Regions from separate parts of the Ovis aries genome. Here region 1 is linked to region 2. Evidence: chromatin contacts called from public Hi-C data. All regions are on one chromosome and are shown on one strand. Each heading gives the region's core, a stretch centred on a gene start, on an enhancer-like site or on the middle of the called end of the contact. The rest is flanking DNA. Distances are from core to core; before and after follow the strand shown.

Region 1 (4,484 bases), core at 235-2,734, 220 kb after region 2:
AACCATCATTCTGTGTATAGGATTTGAATTATACATTCAGTACAGGTGTACCTTATCTTAAATACATCCAATATATAGAGATCCTGATATCCTCTGGCCCAATGTAACATGTTTTTCTTTTTTTCAAGATTTCCATTAAAAGTGTTTTAGATAAGAATTTCAAAGAATGCATTTGAAACAGTATTGGTTTCCATCTTGTGAATGCTACATGCAGTGAATAACACTTTTCATTTAGAGTGTGTGTGCTTGTGGTTATGTGGCTGTCAAGTGTTGACTTGAAAGAGATTCACAGAACAGCATTTTGATGCTGCAAAAGACAGGTTTTTAGCGTTGTGGGTCTACGAGAGAAGGAAGGAAAAGGAGGAAAAGAAAAAGGAGGATGGAGATGGGTGGAACTGGCATTTGTTGAGAGGGGGTTCATTTGCCAGAGCAGAGGGCTGAGCGTGGAACATGGAGTCTCTGCTTGTGCCCCATGCTTTAGGATGTCCCTGACATTTTGCTTCTGATCTTCTCTTTTAAATAAAGATGGATCTGATCTTATCCTCCAAGCTTTCAGGCAGGCAAAGTTTTCATTATTTTTTATGGTTAACTTTTTGTCTGTACAAATAGCAGTGACAGCCAGTGTTTTACAGTGTGGGCACTACACGCCAGGCACTGTTTTTCAGTCACTTTGCATGGCGTCAGCTAGGATAGGCAAGGCTGTGCTGCAGTAATAAACTTAGCTCCCACATGTGCACCGCTTAACACAGCAGAGCGGTGTTATTTCCGCCTCCTGTCCCATGTCTACCGAGGGTTCAGCTGTACAGTAACAGCAATGCGCAGACCAGGGCGGAGAGAGGCTGCTCTGTCTCCTCTGTGCAGAGGAGGAGAGAAACTGGAGACTCACATGGAGCCGTGTCTTTAAACTGTGCTCCTGGCCCCATTTACAGGGGCTCAGAGAGCAGAAAGAGCAAACGGAGGATATGGTGAGCAGTACTGCTCAGATGTGGTGAGACTGTTGTGCCTCATCTAGAGCCCACTTCGCTCCTCACATGGAACCCACCAGGTAGCAGCCATAATCATCCTTACTGGATGGCTGAGAAAGTCGAGTCACAGAGCCCCGAGTGGATAGTGGAATCAGCATGAAACCCAGGCAGTCTGCTCCCCACTCTGCTTTTAAGCAGTTCCCGGGACTCCCTGCCTCTCAGAGGATACAGACATAACTTAATGCAGGAGACCCCAGGTTTGACCCCTGGGTCAGGAAAGATCCTCTGGAAAAGGGAATGCAACCCACTCCAGTATTCTTGCCTGGAGAATTCCATGGACAGAGGAGCCTGGCCTCCATGGGGTCGCAAAGGGTTGGACACGACTGAGCAGCTAACATTTGCACTTCTATTCTTTATAGATTTAAAGACTAGCAAACGAAATAGTGGCAGGGATGTTGCAAGAGTAAGGCAAACACTGTTTTTGAGATAATCAACAGCCCTCTGGCTGCATGATGTTAGTCCCAGAAGCCTCCAGACCGCCTTCTCCAGCCCAAATCTGGAGCTGCTTGGTGAAAAGCAAATGCAGATAACTTTTCTTGGCTCAGAAAATTCTGCCAGTCTCTGCCTTGCACCCGCTTCTTTGCTTCTTTCCCCTCTCCCTGGATTCCCATTGCCATCCCAGGCTTGGCCTCCTATCTGCATTCTTCTTGCTTCACATTAAATGTTCTGTCTTGAACTGGTTTGGACTCCTGCTGAACGGTGCCTGCATTTGCCCCTCACCTCCACTTTCTGTGGCCCTCAGATGAGACCACCCTGTCCAGCCCAGACCAGTTGGCAGAGGTGCTGCACAGCCCCACCAGTCTTCTCCCTGATGGATGGGTGAGGGGAGCATGGCTGGGATTTAGGCTCCATGGTACCCGCCAAGTCGGTGCTTTGAGGTGTGCACACCCCGTAAGCCCTTCTGCTCAGTGGCCAGGCTGGGCCCCGTGCTTCTGCTTCCGTCTTGCCTGGAAGCGGGCATATCAGAACGTGAAACACCTTTCCCTAAGTTTTCCTTGAAACACGAATCCCATGCCTTGAGTTCTGGATTGAGAAGCACCACATAATTAACACCCTTGCAGAATTTACTGCGCACACGTGTATATCAAAGGCTAGAGGCATCGTGCAATGAAAGAGACCGGTCCAGTGTTTTCCTGACTTCCTTGACCACCAGCTTTCTTGTCCTAAAAGAAGCATTAGCTTCTTCCCATGCACCCGCCCTGAGAAATGCTGCCTGAGATGTTAGGACCAGGCAGGCCCCCAGGCCTCCTGCTGGATCGGGGGGTCCATTTCATCTGTCCTGTTTCTTTGTTTTCATTTTCTTTTCCATTTCACATCTATTCTTCTCGAATTTCTTTCTTTCTTCCATTTCAGTGAATCATTTTCGAGTATTTTAAGCCTCTTTGTTTATGTGTTGTCTCTTTTTCTTAGAGGATTTCCCTGCCTGTGGTACCTTGAGGTTTAAAGCGGAAGAAACAAGCCTCCTGATTTCGTCTGGAACTAGTAACTGACTCTGTCTTCCACTCAGAGTGAATGGCCCTTTTATTGACTAATTGCCCGGCTGGGTTGAGAAATTGGAAGTTCAGAGAGCTGGCAGGCGTAACACGACTTTGAAGTCAGTTACAACTGAGTTCAGATCTCTGCTCTGCTGTTTCCCAAGCTAGGTCACCAGAGGCAGATTCCTTTATTCACTCACTCACTGCCTCACCCATTCATCCAGAAAGCACAGAGACCCAGAAAGGCTTCCCAGAAGAGAGACCCTTGACCTGAGCCACAAATAATCAATATTTTGTGAAACTCCTCTCGGGCTTGCAGAGGCTCTTTTCTTTAAATAGAAACATCATACAACACTAAGCGTCGCTTGATACACCTGACATTTTGAGAGATTTAGAAAATACCAACACTTCAGTAGTTTTAAAAAGAAAGAAAAGAAAAGACTTTTTCTAAAAGCGTGGCCTCGACTCAGCCAGCATTTACTAAGTGTCCGCTCTGTTCCGGCCTCTGTGCTAAGCTTGACTGTCACCTTCCATTTAAGAGATTGCTTATACAGAATCTTTTAGTAGTTTGTACTAAAGTGCTACTTCATTCTGTAGGGAAAGGTGAATATGGATTTAGGACCAGATTTTTAAAACTTCCTGTTTTTGCTCCCTACAAGTAGAGAACACTTTTATTTGGTTTCTTAGCAGCACTTAACATCACAGGTATGTGTAGGAAGGTTCTTTTTCTTCACGGGTGGCCTCGAAATACATCAGCTGGGCTGACCAGAGAGAAAGCAGAGCTCAGGTAGTAATGTGAGTAATGAGCAGTGGGGAGCAGCTATAAACACAGATGAAGCTTCACCTGCTAGCCTGTAGCTCACCTCTTGCTGTGTGGCCTGGTGCCAGTCCATGGCCCAGGGTTTGGAGGACCCCTGAGTTAAGAGAAATTCTTTGAATTCTAAAATACTCATTGAAGATCAAGTGAAGTGAGTCTTAAAACGTATAAGATGTGGACCAAGCCGAGAGAGTAGGGCGGTCTAGGCAGAGAAAGCAGCAGGTGCCTGGTTTCTGACCAGGGAAATGAAGACAGAACCTGTCTGCTGAGTGGCATCACCTTGTCCTCCTGGTACGTGGTGAGCCCCGTGTGCTTGTACACGTTTATCAGCTTCTTAAATTGCCTTGACAAGGTTCTTCCTAAGTAAAAGTTTGTTGTAAAGCATGTCCCGTAATGTATGATAAAGATGTTCAAGGAAGGCAAGGAAAATGTGATTCGATGTCAGTTTCATTGTGGTTTTGTTCTAGTTTAAACGTAGCAGATTATAGATGGCATGCATGGAAATGAAAGTAAAGTTCTGAAGGTTGACCAACTAACTGAGTAATCCTCTCAAGCACACTAAAGAAGCCCTTAGGGTCGGCCTGACTCTTTTAAACCAAGGCATACCTATACAGGCTTTTTTCTTCTGCTTTCTCATTTATCTCGATCTTATAAATCTTAGCTGCCCTCCCCTCCCTTTTCTTATTATTATCCTCAGATGAAATCACATAATGCAAAGGAAAATCGTGCTTTCTTTCAGTTTCGCTGTTGATGTAGGAAATGATGTTAAATCTAACCCGTCATTTACTTAAATTGAATTAGACAAAATATAATTGCATTATTTCACATTAAGGTATTCTCTTATTCTCTGACACTCCTACACATACCCAGTTTTCTCTGCAAAAATTTCAGTGAAACTGTACTTTCTGGTTAAATTCAGACTTGCTCGTTCTCGGTCCCTTTAGCTTAAAGTGGGAATTTGGTTCTCCTCACCTCTCGCTCACCTCTGTTCTTTCTTCCTAGGAATTATGCCTCAGGCCTTAGGCGAGTGGGTCCCACTCTCTGGCTGTAGGGCTTTCTTCTCCAACAGAGCTTTGGTTTTCCTTCTACTCTGAACAGCTAAGGCCACGGGGCCCAAACTTGCCCTTGCATTGATCTTCCCAAGAAAGCTTGTTTAAAAGCAGGTTG
Region 2 (4,272 bases), core at 1,128-3,627:
GAGAGGGCATGTGGTTTGATCAGGACAAATCCATCTGAACCGAAAGGGGAAAAGGCATCCCAAGGCCCAGCCTCCTCGTGGCCTGTGGCAGGCGACCCCATCTTCTGAGAGTAAAGGAAACGCACCATGATGGGATGTGTAGCCGCGTCGGTGCAAGGGGCTGATTAAGACCAGATTGCGAACATCTTCCCTGTTATTTGGAAGAAAATGGGCTCTTGTCCCAGCTACTCTCCAGATGGTGTCTGGAGACCTTCAGTGCCAGGGGGCCCCCATCAGCTCTGCCGGCCAGCACCATGGCGAGTGCAGGGAGACCGAGGTCCCTCACTGCCTGCGCTTCCCCTGCTGACCCCCATCCCTTCGAAGTGCCACCAGCTAGCTGGTCTTGTAGTATTTTTGGCGTTTCCCCTTCCTCTACCGGTCTAAGTCAGGAAATGCAAAAAGTGCACAGCGTTAGAAAAACAGAAATGAGCAAGCAGTATCTCTCCAACGGAGGGATACCAGGTGGAAGTCTGGTTAGACTTGGAGTAAAGAAGCGTGACCGTCAGCGCGTCCCCCAGATGTCGCGGGGCTTCCCGAGAACCAGGCCTACACCAGGCATCCGTGGGCAGGACAAGAAGGAGAGGGTCTGGCCTGTTTGTGGTTTCTGCAGACTGGCTCGTCTTTCCCTCATCAAGACTCATCATGCGTTTTTCCAGCAAGGCATCTGCCTTTATAAAACTCTTGCTTATGGGATGATACTGGGTGCCTGTTTCATTGTAGTTTTGTAATGAAATAATTATCCTTTCGAGTGGGAGGGATATCTAAATGAGAGGGAAACCTAAAAGGGAGGGGATATATATTTATAAGTGTGGCTGATTCATTTTCCTATGCAGTAGAATCTTAACATCTTAAAGCAACTACCTGCAATAAAAATTAATTAAAGAAAATAGACCATTTGTCCCTCTTACAGCTACAGTCTTCTTTTAATTGTTAAAAAATTAAAATACAAATAATATTTCTTTTTGAAATATAGTTGCTTTAAAATGTGTTAATTTCTGACTCAGTTATCATATATATATATATATATATATATATCTTTTTTCATATTCTTTTCCATTTTGGTTTATCACAGGATATTAAATATAGTTCCCTGTGCTGTGCAGTAGGACTTTATTGTGTATCTATTCTATATCTACCAGTTTTCATCTGCTAATTCCAACTGCCTAGTCCATCAGAAATGCAGAAAGGCACTTCAGTAAAAGACCATCATATAGGCAACTTGCCCTCAAATGGTTCAGAAAATAACTATATGTATTTTCTGAATACATAAAAATTACATGGGAGGAAAAAAAAAGGAAAAGAAAGCAAGAGGAGTAAAATATTAACCATCAATGCAGGTGGGTAAAGGGCATGTGTGTTCCTTGTACTATTCGTATTGACATTTCCAAATAGGATTTTTGCAAACTGAAGGGGGGAAGTAGAAGAGGGCTCAACATTCCATGGTGATTGTGACCTTGATTCAGGATGGCCCAGAGGAAGCCAGGAGATGCTGGGGTCTGCTACAGACCCCACCTTCCTGGCGTCCTCACACTTCTCTGTACCGAACCGAAATCATGGAGGAAAAGCATCCCGCACGGGGAGTGCAGAAATGCAAGATCATCACAGCCGTCCCGTATGGAAATACACTTGCTGGTCTGGTTGCCTCCCCTTCAGACTGAGCATCTGAAGGGGCGCGGGTGGGGGCTCGGGCTTACTCCTCTTGTCCCCTCGTGCTGGGCGCAGGCCAAGGGCAGGCACTGGGCAGGGAGGAGCAATCAAGTGCCTTGGCTTCTACGTCACCACGTTTCTTCAATTTTCTCGTCACTGAGTTTCTATTTCTGATGACTCTCCATTTTACTTCTGGAAATTCCCTCTGGTTCTCTTTCCAATCCATTGGTTTTGAATCCTTGGGTCTTATTCTTCCATGAGAATTCTTCATTTTTATTTCATATCTGTACTTTAAAACGTACTGATATTCTTTTTCAGACTGCCCTGTTATGTTAATTCTGGAGGAGCCTATTCTCCCATTTCCTGCATCTTCCGATTTGGAGGGCAAGGTGGTTCATACCCCACCTTTCCTGGGTAGCAGAAGAGGATTTACAGAGCTGGTTTTGTGCTTCAGTCAAGGATCTGAGGGTTTCCTAGGTCTTGGAAATGCTGCTGTGCTAACTGCTGAACCGGAGACTTTTAACCCCAGTCCATGCTTTTAACCCCAGTATCTTTGAGCTCTGCGTCCATATTTAGGGCCTCAGAGTTCGCACAGAAGCCTTTTTCTCCCCCATCCAGACCCAGAGGCAGAATGTGCTTTCTTGTCATTTCTCTGCACTGGAGAGAGGAATCGTTTTGGCCCACTTTCAAAGGAGGCTGGGACCTCTGTGGGGTTGTGGCCTTATGGAGAGTTCTCAGCTGTCCTGTCCTGCAGGCACCAAGCAGGGACCAGCCAGCTTAATACTCTGAGTCTTCTTTTGCAAACGAGGAAAAGAAAGAACACTTAGAAAAATGTAAAAACTGCCATTTCCAGAAAAGAAAACCAGAATCTTTATCAGACCAGTAGCAAAGATGTGATTCAGAGCAGCAAGCACTTTGAACACTTTCTGCGTGTTCACCCTGCAGAGCAGTGGTTTGGGGAGGCAGGAATGAGCTGGGCCTTAAAATGTCTTATTTATCTTTGTAACTCCCAGTACAGAGAAGACAACAGGTATTTAAGAAGAGAGGGAAAGAGAAAGGAATTGTATGTTTCGAAAAAGACAAATGACTGATGTGGGAGACAGACTAATGGAAAGAAGCACTGAATTGAGACTCAGAAGTCCAGAGTTCTAGTCTGGAAATTGACTAGATATTGACTGTGATGTGACTGTTACAAGCAGTCACTTACCTTCTTGGAAGCACCCTACCTCACCCGAGTCAAAAGGTGGTGATAATTCTGTCCTGACCCTGACTCTTTCCCGGGTTGCGTGAGGTCACGAATGTGGGAGGAGGGAGCCTCAGAGGGTACGGGGGCTTTCTTGTCCTCAAGGTGGAAGGGGCCCCGTGTCCTCCAGCTGCACCTTGTTTTGAAGACTCCCCTCCCCACCCGCCTCCACCTTGTCTCACCACCGGGGGCCCTGGGTTTTTCAGGGAAGAGCTGCAGGCATTTCGGGGTTCTCAAAGCTTGTGCAGACTAAGGGGCTGTCCCCTGGCATATGGGCAATAGTTGGGTACTGGGGTGGCCGAATGGCTCCTGTCTCTTTCCCCTGGGAGGTCCCCCCCCGCCAGATCCCACAAATGAGGGCTGAGCTGCAGCTGGGAGCCCTTGTGGGATAGAATTTGTACATTGTGTTGCCTTCGTGCTGTTTTCTGAGACAGTCCTCTGGATGATGGAAATCAAGGTCTCTGTGGGGTCTATCCTTTGGTCAGGTCACTCTCATGCCTGGGTTGATTTGGTAGATGTAAGTAGTAGCATTTGTCATGATACAATGGGAAAACTGCTGGACTCGAGATCAATAACAACAGCTAATATTTACCCCATGGACTGTAGCCCACCAGGCTCCTCTGTCCATGGGATTTCCCAGGCAAGAATACTGGAGTCGGTTGCTATTTCCTCCTCCAAGGGATCTTCCCAACCCAGGGATCAAACCCATGTCTCTTATGTCTCCTGCATTGGCAGGCAGGCTCTTCATCACTAGTGCCATCTGGAAAGCCCTTATCGTACATTAATACACATCAAACATTGCTTTAAGCAGCTTTCCTATGAATTTGTTTAATGCTTGTAACAACCCTGTGAAACAGGTACTCTTTCTCTCCTCATTTTATGTGGGAGGAAACAGACACACAGGGACTAATTTCTCGTAGGTCATACACCTCACAAGTGGCAAGATTTTAAGCGAGGCTGTCTGTGTTCACGGCCCACACTCAACCATTGCCTCTGAAGACTTGAACTTGAATTCCATGCCCTAATTCCTCATGTGGCCTTGGGAGAATCTGCCTTTCACTTTTCTCTTAGCTTTTCTGATCGTCAGTGTCTTCCTCTGTAAATTTTGAAAAAGCTTGCAGGTTTTTTTTTTAAAAGGTGTTAAACCAAGCCATATATTAATATACAGAAAGTAGTGCCAGGCACATAATCAGTTCTAAACAAAAGTGAGTGGGTTCCATTTGCAGGATCAACAGGGGAAGGAAAAATGAGTTCTCATTTGCAGGATCAACAAGGGAAGGAATAAAGCGAGGACCAATTCAACTTAGAGAGTCTTCCCTGCACACACTTTTACTGCATATCCC

What was found. Hi-C and Micro-C count contacts between places; a contact is called where the count stands out from the background.
Region 1: a contact with region 2 is called in a Hi-C map of liver, with 3 times the contacts expected there. The contact joins two enhancer-like sites. A contact is called at or near these places in 5 of 16 Hi-C or Micro-C datasets (liver, muscle, skin fibroblasts and 1 more).

The regions. Positions count from the first base shown.
Region 1 is chr9:23,578,962-23,583,445 of ARS-UI_Ramb_v3.0, forward strand. The region is part of intron 6 of ASAP1 (ArfGAP with SH3 domain, ankyrin repeat and PH domain 1); the gene reads left to right. Among named protein-coding and RNA genes, the nearest start is that of TRNAC-GCA, 68 kb to the left of the region's middle. Within about 2 kb of position 1,485, at least 2 of the 54 cell types and tissues checked have an H3K27ac peak or open chromatin away from gene starts, as enhancers often do. A contact at or near this core is called in liver, where this site is marked.
Region 2 is chr9:23,353,409-23,357,680 of ARS-UI_Ramb_v3.0, forward strand. All of the region lies in intron 1 of ASAP1 (ArfGAP with SH3 domain, ankyrin repeat and PH domain 1), which reads left to right. Among named protein-coding and RNA genes, the nearest start is that of ASAP1, 7.1 kb to the left of the region's middle. Within about 2 kb of position 2,378, at least 3 of the 54 cell types and tissues checked have an H3K27ac peak or open chromatin away from gene starts, as enhancers often do. A contact at or near this core is called in liver, where this site is marked.